Linked DNA regions of Arabidopsis thaliana: region 1 is linked to region 2. Evidence: chromatin contacts called from public capture Hi-C data. All regions are on one chromosome and are shown on one strand. Each heading gives the region's core, a stretch centred on a gene start, on an enhancer-like site or on the middle of the called end of the contact. The rest is flanking DNA. Distances are from core to core; before and after follow the strand shown. Region 1 holds the start of TIL2 (DNA polymerase epsilon catalytic subunit). Region 2 holds the start of AT2G26920 (Ubiquitin-associated/translation elongation factor EF1B protein).

Region 1 (6,094 bases), core at 2,709-5,208, 92 kb after region 2:
TAGTGTATCTCGGGACACCTGAAACTTGACCTCTGATTCTCCTGTTGTTGTCTCGGTATCTTGAAGCTGGAGTAAGGAAAACAAAAGAAGATTTTTTCACACTGTTGAAACCTTCTAGTTCAATTAAGAGTCCCTAATATGGAGTAAAACATTGATTTTGGTAATCAAACATGAAATTTCATATTCAAGTAGTGACGCTAGTATAAATAACTGCAAAACGTATGGCAAGTTAACATGAATGAGAGAATCAGCTTAAACAAGTCAAACAACACAGAAGTTTCACACACTAACGGTAGATGGAATCTATGTTAGAACAAACCAAAGACAATCAATAAATTAAAAGGAGTTTAGTCAAGTCAAGAAGACTACATGAGAAGCTACGAGCCTAGAGTCTAAAAGACATACCTTCAAATTGATGACAGCTACTCTATTGGCTGGAGATGAAAGTTGCTCGCTAATGTAAGCCATGGACCTTAACATGGGTTCAAGTGTGACGCTAGACAGCTGAAATTTGACATCCATGTCTGCTGAGGGAAACTTTCTGTAATCGTGCAACTGAAAACATCATGAAAAATAATCCTCAGTAAAGCGGTCAACTACTATTTTGCAGGAACGAGCAAGACTATTAATGGCAACAACTTTGATTTTCCTACACTATAGCCAGTAACTTTTCCGAAAAGGCGAATGTCAATTGTTCAAATCTTCAAGATCATTATTCTTACAAATCTAATCTCTTTTAGATAAAGCATCCCATCAGACCAACTTTCAGTAAAAGTTACTGCAAAACCCTACAGAAAAGATTTACTGGTTCATATAATGCACACCTTTAAATTGATAACTGCAACTCTACCACCCGGCATTGTATTTTTACTCTCCATCCCCCAAGTCAATGACTTAAGACAAGGAAGAGCCACCTGTAAGACAAAGTAAATCAAGTTACTGACCAACACCAATAGAATCAAAGAAATAAGTCTGTGAAAGGTTTCCTCTGGGTACCATATTCTCAGGAGCAGTATCATCTCGGTGAAGTGACACTGGTGCCATACGCGGCAGATTCAGATCAGAAACAGATTGAGCTCTGGCCCCACCATCGTTAAGGTTAAATCTGCGTATCATTTCATCCTGGCGCGGCCACAGCAAAGGGGTTGTGTCAGCAGCTGATAGAGAGGTCTTGTCACCACTACCAATTCCACCACCATGTGAGCTAGGAGGCGCAGCTCTACCTATCCTTTTCCTGACAACTGAAACCTTCTTTCCACCTTCTCTGAGTTGCCCTAAAGCAATATTATAAGCTTCAGCTGTAATTGCCCCTTCCTCAGCATACTTGATGGCTTCGCGACATAAATGATTATAGCGGTGTATCGAGCTATCATGCCCATTTTCACTGACATGCTCATCTAACTCTACCATGCTCTTGGCATTTCTTGTCCACCGTCTCAAAATATAATGTGGTGGCAAAGTGAGTATATTAGTGACAGTAAACACCGTCAAAACATGTCGGCAGAGTATGCCGGAGTGCTCAAACATTTGACAGCTGCAGTTTGCTCTCATTTCAGGGTAGCAAAACGTTACTATATAAGCTTTGTTGTCATTTTCAAAATTTGCAACCCTAAATGTGCTGGTAGTACCATCATCTTCAATTCTGTTTGCCGTGTGAGCGAATGTCTCTACCAACTCTTCCTGGAACTTTCCAAATATTTTCCTTGTAAAGAGATTTGCAGCCTGATTCTCCATGGGTGATGGCGTCTTCAAGACTGGAGGTGTGTTGACAGTGTCAAGATCTGCTTCAATCTCCATCTCGAACCAGCTCTCCATAGCCCTTTCGTACAGCCTAAAGAACATCGGAAGGGTTGTCTGCTGATTCACATATCCATCGAAAAAGGAACCCGAATAACCTTGGCTAGGAAACACTGCAGCAAAAAACGAATCCCGGAAATAAACAGGTACCCACTGAGCTCGAGCATTATATAAAGAATTAAGCCATTCATGTCTTCCTAAGTCATATTTGTCAATGACAGAACTCCAGGACGATTCAAACTCCTCAATCGTTTCAGTAAAGTTGATACAATTATATAGCTCCACCTGAAAACTAGGATACGCAAGACACACATGAGCCAGCTTTTCCTGACCTTCTCTTAGCACATCCCACTTATTAATACAGTGACGAGCACCTGGAAATACCTGACCAGCAGCAATCTGTATGGCTCTATCTTGATCAGTCACCAAAGAAACCGGCGGTTGATCTCTCATTGCTGTTAGAAAAGTCTTGAACAGCCAGATAAATGAAGTGTCTGACTCGTCCAAAATAAGTGCACAGCCAAATAAGATAGCCTGACCATGATGATTCACACCAGTAAATGGCGCAAAAGGAACACGAAACTGATTGCACCTGTACCTCGTATCTAAGGTAACCGTGTCACCAAAATGAGTATAAGCAACCCTAGATCTCGAATCAGCCCAAAACACATTTGACATCTGATTATCTTCATCAAGCTGAACCGCATAGAAAAAGCCAGGATTCTCTGCCTGCATCCTCTTAAAATACTCCAACAGATTATGTGCATCCCGTCCAATCGTTCTCTTCGTGTTTGTAGCCATAGACGCATTTCTAGCTCCTCTGCTATTAGCATCCATAGAAACATACATCATACCACTAGGCACATTAACCCCTTCTTGATAACTAGATTTCTCCGAGTTAGCAAAATGCCTACGAGGACGAAGACAATGAAGCATATTAGAACTTGCTAATCCATGAGTATGCTCTTTAACAAACTTTGTAACAACCCATTTCTCATGACCTTGCAACTCTATCCTAACCATTGCATCACAACTCTCAGAAAGCCTTCTCTTTGACCTTTTACTACTACTACTACACACAAATTCTCGAACACTAACAGACCCATCAGTTCTAGGAAGAAGCTTAGAAGTAAAACCAAGCTGCCTCGAGTACTCATCATAGAAAGATTTAGCTTCTTTTTCTGAATTAAACTCCATACCAACACATGGCTCTGCAATTCCAATCTCATCTTGCACCCCTAACGAGTTATCCATGTTGTTCTGTCCACTGCAATCACTAGGTTCAACATCTCCTTCATCTCCTATCTCATGATTCCCCATTGACACATTCTCTTCCACCAAATGAACATCCATAACCTTCACTTAGTAGAGAAGTTCTAATTTCACACAAATGTTTCTCATCTTCATAGTCTACAAAAAAGTACTATTAGTGTTTGGAGATCTTCTTCCGAACATATAAATATGAGGACTTTTTGCATCTCTCACTCTCCGATTGTTTGTTGAGAGAGAGAGAAACCCAGAAAGAGGAGAAAGCAAAAGAGAGAAAGAGGAGCTTACGTCAGTCAGTGATGCGAAGAACTCAGAACTCAGAAGAATCGAAAGTCGTGAAATTAGGGAGAAGGGCAACAACAATTGGGGAAAATTGAGAAGAAGCTATGGCAGCTATTTCGTTTTCAGATTCGACCGGAGGAAATTAAACTCCTGCTTCTTCTCAGTCGTTCGCGAGGAAGAAGAGATTCAAGCACGAAACCGACGTCGTTTCGTGCTTTTGTTGGTTTTTTTTTTTCAATTTAAATAGCGAGACCTCGTTTTAATCTAAACCCAACAACAGAAAGCCCTCATAAAAAGTGAGGCCTCATTTGAACCGAACCCAACAACCAGGAAAGCCCTTGATACAAGAGACAACGCGCGCGAAAGCATTTCATCTTCTTCATCTGTCTTTTTTAGTTGAGCCCTAATTCATTTTCGGATGACAACTTCATTTCCTTGTATTGTCGTCATAAGAATCTCAGGTTCTAGATGATTCTCTCTTCTCTTATTTGATCTGGTTCCATCTCTTCACCGTACCAGTGTCAATCACGAATCCCTTTGTTTTGAACCCTAATTTATTTAATACGCAACACAAGCAATCAATACAAGAGTCTCTTAGCATCATCGGCGTGGGCCAAATATGAGCGGAAGGAGATGTGATCGGAGGTTGAATGTGCAGAAAGTTTCAGCGGCAGATGAACTCGAAACTAAACTTGGATTTGGGCTTTTCTCCCAAGGGGAAACGCGGCTCGGGTGGCTACTCACGTTTGCATCAGTAAGTCACGTTTTGTGACTTCCCTAGTAGTTAGTTCTCTGAATACTGAAAACTTCTAAGTACACTCACTGATTGGTTATTATACTACGTTGTTGGCAGTCATCTTGGGAAGATGCCGATACTGGGAAAACCTTTAGTTGTGTGGACCTTTTCTTTGTCACTCAGGTCAGCTGTGGTCATTGCTACTATATTAGCTTCTTTCTTCGTATCAGTTGCTCAACCCTTTTTGTTTCTTTCAGGACGGCTCTTCTTTTAAGACTAAGTACAAGTTCCGCCCTTACTTGTATGCCGCCACCAAAGTATATATGTTCTCTCTGTACTCGAGTGTTTTCTTCCTATATGTCAACTAAACTGCAATGCCCTTTTTACAGGACAATATGGAACTGGAAGTTGAAGCCTACTTGAGACGCCGATATGAAAGACAAGTTGCTGATATTCAGATTGTTCACAAAGAAGATCTTTATCTTGTAAGTCACTAAAGCATAACTCCTTTTACGCAGTTTGCAACTACCTGTTGATTACTCGTTTCTTTCTCTCTATATAGAGGACTCATGTCAATTACATTTGCTACAACTTTTAGTTATTTTCCTCTTCTTGCAACTTCAAATTGAGCAGCTCTAGTAATAAGTCCAAAACTGATCTTGCTTCCATGTGCTCAAATCATCTATCTAGCCTGCCAAAAACGTTCTTGTAACTCAAAAAACGTTTGCTAGTAAATGTTTAAGTGTTTAATGCTTCTTCTTTAGTGGCAACATTATGCAAGATATGAACGTTTTCAGTACCTCTTGTTTGGTTGTCACTTTTGCTGACCTTTTCTTTGACCTACCATACCAATTTGAGTTTCTTGATTTCTTATGTTCATGAGCAGAAAAATCATCTATCTGGCCTGCAAAAAAAATATCTCAAAGTATCATTTGACACTGTGCAACAATTGGTGGAAGTAAAGAGGGATCTGTTGCATATTGTCGAACGAAACCTCGCAAAATTTAATGCACTTGAAGCTTACGAATCCATCTTGTCTGGAAAACGGTAAGGCAATGTATTTTTGTTCTTATAAATTTCCAGAGTTCTTACAAATTTATCCCTTAAAACTATGTTGTTCCTTAGTTATAATTTCCAAGTCTTGGAATGTAGAGAACAACGTCCTCAAGACTGCTTAGACTCTGTGGTGGACCTCCGCGAGTACGATGTTCCTTATCATGTCCGATTTGCAATTGATAATGGTAACCTATTTAGTCAAACTTTTAATCCTAGTTTAGCCCTCAAGGTTGTCAAAATCATGATGTGTTCTCGCTGTCCAGATGTGCGTAGTGGGCAATGGTACAATGTCAGTATTTCCAGCACTGATGTCATACTAGAGAAGAGGACGGATCTTCTCCAACGCGCAGAAGTTCGCGTTTGTGCATTCGATATAGAGACAGTAAAGCTTCCATTGAAGTTCCCGGATGCTGAATATGATCAAATTATGATGATATCCTACATGGTTGATGGGCAAGGTTTTCTAATTACTAACAGAGAGGTAACTGCTGCATACATTTGTATTGCATTGGATTTGATCTAATCAATGATGATATATTACATGATGGATGATGACCGTTTCCAAATCATAAACGTAGATAAGCTGCTATATAGCCCTTATGTGAATTTGGATTATTTTGATTGCATTCTTAATCCAAGATAAATCAGATATGATCCATACGAAATTATCCCGCTTGTTTGATTGATTGATGTGTGACTGTAAGACTTATTGTTGTGGACTAACATAACGTTTTGCTATGTAATTTAAAACATGAATTTTTTTTCTTAACAATTTTCCATTGGATATATCATCTCTGGTTGATATCTCAGCTCTATTATTTCTTTTAAATATTTGGGCCACTTCAATCTTGTTTGATAAAATTTGTAGTATTAACTTTGCACTTCTTAATTCAGTGTGTTGGCAAAGACATAGAAGATCTGGAATATACACCCAAACCAGAGTTTGAAGGGTAT
Region 2 (6,385 bases), core at 819-3,318:
GAACAATATGTTGGAAATTTGGCTCCAAAAGGTATGAGTAAAGTGGCACATTGCTATCACCAAAGAGTGATGATTCCTTTAACCAATGATACATTTCTTCATATATAGGGACACTCAACAACAGTTATTTAATGCAATGGGATCGATGTACGCTGCGGTTCTCTTCATTGGAATCACCAATGCAACCGCTGCACAGCCCGTTGTTTCCATAGAAAGATTTGTTTCATACCGCGAGAGAGCAGCGGGAATGTACTCGGCACTTCCCTTTGCATTTGCACAGGTCACAGATATGTTTATTATCTTTCTATCTTTCTCATCCCCGCTTTTGAGTTTAAAAACCTAAAAATTGTATGAGTTTGCAGGTGTTTATAGAATTTCCATACGTGTTAGCACAATCCACAATATACAGCACCATATTCTATGCAATGGCCGCGTTCGAATGGTCCGCGGTGAAGTTCTTGTGGTACTTATTCTTCATGTACTTTTCGATAATGTACTTCACCTTCTACGGGATGATGACGACAGCAATCACCCCAAACCACAATGTCGCCTCGATTATAGCAGCACCTTTCTACATGCTCTGGAATCTTTTCAGTGGCTTCATGATCCCATACAAGGTACATTACTAAGCTTATCTTTTATTTCTTTAGAAATACTAATGTTTTGAATGATTTGACTACAGAGGATTCCTCTGTGGTGGAGATGGTACTACTGGGCAAACCCGGTGGCTTGGACACTGTACGGTCTATTGGTGTCTCAGTACGGTGATGATGAAAGATCGGTGAAGCTATCGGACGGTATCCATCAGGTGATGGTGAAACAACTGCTTGAGGATGTGATGGGATATAAACATGACTTCTTAGGTGTCTCAGCTATTATGGTTGTCGCCTTTTGCGTCTTCTTCTCCCTTGTGTTTGCATTCGCCATTAAAGCTTTCAATTTCCAGAGAAGATGATGGATTGATTACCACTTACCAACTCTCATATTCATATATACACGTATACAACAATCATCTATTGTTTATTTGTATATTGGGGCTTTTATACCCAAGAAGGCAGGGGACTGCCTATTCTTCCTCTGTCATTACATGTATGGGATCAATAAAAGCTTGTGTTGTGTTTTATGTTCCTTGTCATTTTTTCTGAGAAATGTGTATTGGTCATCTATAACAATCACTGATCATGAACCAGTACTGTAATAGAGATATATCTCTAGTTTACTGGTTGTACACATCTTTGCTAGTATATATTTGGCCAAGTGCATATACGCTTATTCACTCACTAGAAAGATTTCCCCATGTGTAACTTATGGTAATTTTTCATGTAAATAGAGTTTCAAGAGCTATATGTCGTCTCCTTCCAATCACTAAAGTTAGTGACAAACTTAGTAAGTAGGTTTAGTTTCTTATGAAGTCAATTTGTCCAAGCTTGAATATTAGATCTTTGCGCATTCCGATTAACCTTCATTTTTTATGTTTTTCGGGTCGAGATAGGCGTAACCATCAAAGGTTCATTCTGGTTTGAGGTACTCCCATAAACATTTCGATGAAACTCCAATCCTGCCTCCGGTTGGAGTCTAGTCCACTTGACCACCTTCGCTTCCTAGAGATCTCCAACCCTCTATAGAAGGATTACTTACGCTTCTTGAACCACCATTCCAAGCAACAACAAACCAATGGAAGCAACGACGCAACTCACTCTACCAAGATCATTTCCAACATCGGCTTGTACATAGTATAGCACCAAAACAAACACATTAGTCTTACTACTTCCACCAAAAGTAGAGAGAAATAGAGCCACAAAAAAAGAGTTAATCTAGTAAAATACAACAGAAAATCTAGTAAATACGACATAATCTAGTCGATCTTTCGTAAAATAGCATAGAAAATCAATTAAAATCTTATAATAAATGTGATTAGTACGGACAACTTCCTAGGATAGTGATGATTATTCTGTACTAATACAAATTTCATAGTTATTAATAAAAGAAGAGTTGAAAAAAAAAAAAAAAAACGAAAGAAGTCAGTGACATTCGTTACATCTCCATTGGCTTACATATTCACACAGACAAAAAAAAAAAAACTCCTTCCATTTTACCTTTTTCCTCTCCCAACAAAAACCCTAAAAGATCATCTCTCTCTGCAGATTCAGTTTCTCGCCATCGACGACGACGACAACAAAATCACATATCTTCTCTATCGATCTCCAATCATCATCTTCTTCCTAACTACAGGTCCAGCTTCTTCTCTTCGATTTCCCTACGCTTTCGTCTCTCTCTCAATTCGTGATTTGTATTCGTTTAAATCGTCCTCGTGATTTCGTGAAATTTCGCCGAATTCTGGAATCTTCTCCGATATTTCTTCAATTTGCTTCCATCTGTAGAAGAATCAGAAGCTTTGGTCTATGTCGGTCAATTTAAGAATCTGTTCCCAATTTTTCTTCATAATTCACTTTCATCGTTTTACGAATTGGAACCTTTCGAATGTTTCATCGTTTTGTTAGTCACTGGAATTGGCTTAGCAAAAAAGCTGAGTCTCTATAGAAGACTGAATTTGCTTATTTTTCTGGAAAAAAGTATCAATTCACCATTTTATTTACCTAATTCATAGTTTTGGTAGCTAAGATATGTGTTGTGTTGTAGTTTTAAAGGTTCTAAAGAAGTCTCATGTTAGCTTTTGGAGTATCAAATTAACTATTTGCTCGTTTCTTGGTATTTTTTAGGTGTATTGATGTTCTTTGCAGAGATGTCTCCAGCAACAAAGTCAAAGTCTAAGGATAAAAAAACTGGTAAAGAAGCTCAAAAGGCATCACCAAAGCCTTCACTTTCGGTTAATGGGAATAGCAGCTTGGCAGCTAGTGGTTATAATCCTCTTTTAGGAACATTTCAAGCTCTTGATTCAGTGTCGATAGCTTCTATCTCACCATTACAGTATAGTCGTTTCCGGAGTATAGATGAGGCAGATGTAAATGGGATTGAGTCTGATTCAGTTTCGAATAATGGTAGCTGTTCTGGTGAGTCAGAAGATCACAAGGAGAAAACAACTAATCTGCCCCTTAAGCAGGAGGTGATACCAGGTGCAGATAATGACAAGCGAGAAAAAGTTCGTCAAAAGAATGAGAGAAAACATCAACGCCAGAAGGAGAGGAGGGCTCAGGAGTTGAATGAGAAGTGTAGCACATATCTTATTTCCAGAAAGCTTGAAGCCCGTACACAGCAAATTGTGGCAATGGGAATATCTCAAGAGCATGCGACAACGGCATTAATGATGAATGATGGTAAAGTAGAGGAATCTGTTCATTGGTTGTTTGATAGGCTTGAGGAAGAAATAGAGAAGCAAAGCATTCAGAGTCCTGGGAATTTGAAAATAGACATAACAGAAGAGCTAGCTAGGATTACAAAAATGGAGTTGCAACTTAAGTGTACAAGGCAGGAAATAGAGCGTGCGGTTGTTCAAGCAGAGGGTGATTTGGACAGAGCAGAAGAAGTCTTGAAAGGCACAAAGTATGAAGAGTTTTCTGTGCCAGTGAAACAAGAGGAATGTGGTGATCCTCTTACACCCAGTAATGGAAAACTTATAGTAGGAATAGGTTATCAGAATTCGGATGTAGAAAGGTCAGAAATTCCGTCACCTGGCTTACATCCAACAAGAGATGACAAGAACTTTAACTATACAAAATCACCCTCCACAACTGAATCCGTGAACAAAATGTTGGCTCAGCCTATGAAACGACCCGAACTGAAGTTAGATTGGCCAAAACCTCAGCAATCTGCTGCTTTGGCTGATAAAAGGTGGCCACCAACCACAGGACAGGTTCCTTCGGCTTCTTACTCTTTGCCATCATCGCCATCACCGTCACCTCAGCCTGCTGTGAGGGTCGAAGCTCGCTATTTAGCTAGTGGAAATGAATTTAAGAACTTCCAGCAGCAGCAGCAGCAGCCTGCAAATAGAGAATCAGTCATGGTGATGAGGCAGCGGCCACAGGTTGTAATCACAAATCCCGTTCCAACCTCAAGCATGAGTGCACCCCCTACCAGTTGGCATCCTGCAGCGAGCATAGAGATAATGAAGTCAAATGGGTTCATGCAAACACATAATATCCCTAGTGCGCGAAGCCCAAGTCCAAACCATCTGAATCCAAATCAGGTCTACCAGCAACTTCAGTATCAAAACCAGAAGCGATTCACTAACAACAACCAAGTGGATCCACATGGTAGTATGGCCAGAGGGAATGGCGGGCAATGGACTAGAAATACAGCATCATCTCCACCCATATCTGCTGCGTCTTCGCTGGGATTATTCTCTGCGGTTGGTTCAGCTGGAACATCGGGTGCATCTTCACCTATAGATTGGATCTCTGGCGGTTCAGTGGACTACACAAACATAGACTGGAGTCTAGATCAAAGTTTATCACAAAATAGTAGAGTCAATGGAAACTGGTCCGGGTTAAAGAGCAGCAGCCAAATATATGATGAGAACATGAACCGGTACAGTCTAAATGGTTCCATGGGAGGTAGACTCAACAACAGCAACGGTGTATCTATGGAGAATTCAGGTGCTGGTGTTATCGTGGAAACACAACAAGCAGCTACCTCTCCAGATTGGACTTCACCATTTGAAGGAAAAGATATCTTTAGCTTGTCTAGACAATATGTGTCTCCTTCTCTGTAAGAGCATAGGAGTTTCATATGGAAATGAAAGTAATAAAACAAGAAAAAAAGAAGACAGAAAATGGTTTCATGACTGATGTGTGGTTGCTTCTCTCTTTGATTATCATTCGTGAATATGTCTTTTTAAAAAACTTTTAATTTATATTTAAAGCATCTTCTCCTTTAGTTAACCACTCACTATTCGAAACACAAGTAGGAATCTCAAATCAATCCTTTCAAAAAATTACATGTTTGTAACATCTCATTGGAAATCCATGCGAGATTCGGCGGATGAGGTAGTAGCATTTGCAGAAGCAGGTTCTTTGTACCATTCATTAGCCTCACGCGTCATAAAGTTTGCTTCTGCAACAATTTTACTTGGAATTAGTTCCTTACATGTACAAGATTCAGAAGAGTAGAAACCACACTACTTGTACGAAGAGCATACCAGACAAGAACACGTTCTTGTATTCTTCATCATCATATATAAATTGAGGAGGATCTGGTGAACCAATACCGATAATAGTGCTTCCACTGTTATGCATTCATCCCACCAAAATTAGCACAATTACTCAACTCATTTATAATCTCTTATTCTAGTAAACAGTACTCAGCTCATTATATATGATCTTATACTAGCTTGTTAAGATGAATTTGGGAAGACAACTACAGTAGTAGCACACTGTTTCCATTAGATGAGCTCCTATGTGATGCACAGTATTTTGTGAAATTTCTCAATGAAGTGGAAATAACAAAAAAAACTGTAGAAAAGGTATACCTCCCAGACATAAACACAGCATCGTATTCCCCACGTCCAGATGCTATTATCCGTTGCTTCAAGCGTTTTAGAGATGGAAGAACTGAAAACGCTGGCGGTTCTGGAAAAGTCAAAAGCGTAAATGTAATTCATGGTCCATGTATCAGACTGAATCTTGAATTTTAAAGATGTGGCTATCTTCTTGGCAAAGGAAGGGAGATGCGACATATGCATATAGATCGTACCCAAATCGTTTACGCATATGCTTTGAGACACACCATTGCTGGTCACATTCTCTAGTAATGTCAAGGGATTAATATTGCTCGTCTGATCTAAACGAAGACGCTAAAAAATAAAAGCGTAAGTCACAAAATCCTGAAAAGCTTCTTGAATCAAAATATCCATCAATCAGTTTCAGTTGATTACTTTGTAAACTTCAGCAGTGGAACATGCTTCTCGGGGCTTTATGAGCACCATCGGAAGATCAAGAGGAAAAGGTGGAGGAAGGTCTTGGACAATCTGCATTAGCCTTTAGATTAGAATTCAGCAAAATAAACTGGAGCATGTTTACAACCCACAAAGCCCAATTAATATGGGTGTAAAAGAACTGAATCAGAACAAGGATTTGCTAACTAGTAGAATGCCGCAAAATAGACCGTAAACTCTAAGCAAAACATACCTCACCTCTCCCGGTACAATAGGCAGCTCCATGCGAGAAGAAGAAAGGAATATCTGACCCAATTTCACTTGACCAATCCTGGAGTTCGTTCTCAGTGACAAGACCTCCATTGAGCTCATTTGCCGCCCAGAGTGCAGTTGCAGCATTACTACTTCCACCACCGAGTCCAGCCCCGGTAGGCACCTTCTTATCTAAATGAATCTTTACATATAAAGAAAGAATATAAGTTCAAATCATCACAGTGAAATGTAGTAAAAGAAATCATTGATGTATAGTGTTCTCACCCAGAAGAATCTGTTACT

What was found. Capture Hi-C pulls out chosen DNA fragments and counts their contacts.
Region 1: a contact with region 2 is called in a capture Hi-C map of seedling, with 2.1 times the contacts expected there. The contact joins the promoter of TIL2 here to the promoter of AT2G26920 in region 2. A contact is called at or near these places in 2 of 26 Hi-C or Micro-C datasets (root and vegetative nucleus) and 2 of 3 other capture datasets (root and seedling).

The regions. Positions count from the first base shown.
Region 1 is chr2:11,577,256-11,583,349 of TAIR10.1, forward strand. It overlaps TIL2 (DNA polymerase epsilon catalytic subunit), which reads left to right and starts at 3,959. Exons shown (of 49, transcript NM_001336102.1): 1 at 3,959-4,102; 2 at 4,202-4,267; 3 at 4,342-4,401; 4 at 4,474-4,569; 5 at 4,971-5,131; 6 at 5,237-5,325; 7 at 5,404-5,621; 8 at 6,035-6,094. The coding sequence starts at 3,968. It overlaps FRS3 (FAR1-related sequence 3), which reads right to left and starts at 3,562. Exons shown (of 5, transcript NM_179767.2): 1 at 997-3,562; 2 at 825-914; 3 at 406-555; 4 at 1-66. The coding sequence starts at 3,150.
Region 2 is chr2:11,486,920-11,493,304 of TAIR10.1, forward strand. AT2G26920 (Ubiquitin-associated/translation elongation factor EF1B protein) reads left to right here and starts at 2,069. Exons shown (of 2, transcript NM_128249.5): 1 at 2,069-2,232; 2 at 2,721-4,832. The coding sequence starts at 2,729. The coding sequence ends at 4,669. ABCG32 (pleiotropic drug resistance 4) reads left to right here. Exons shown (of 24, transcript NM_128248.2): 21 at 1-31; 22 at 109-280; 23 at 363-617; 24 at 683-1,351. The coding sequence ends at 955. CDPMEK (4-(cytidine 5'-phospho)-2-C-methyl-D-erithritol kinase) reads right to left here. Exons shown (of 11, transcript NM_128250.4): 5 at 6,368-6,385; 6 at 6,084-6,284; 7 at 5,831-5,923; 8 at 5,650-5,749; 9 at 5,426-5,525; 10 at 5,096-5,181; 11 at 4,788-5,010. The coding sequence ends at 4,910.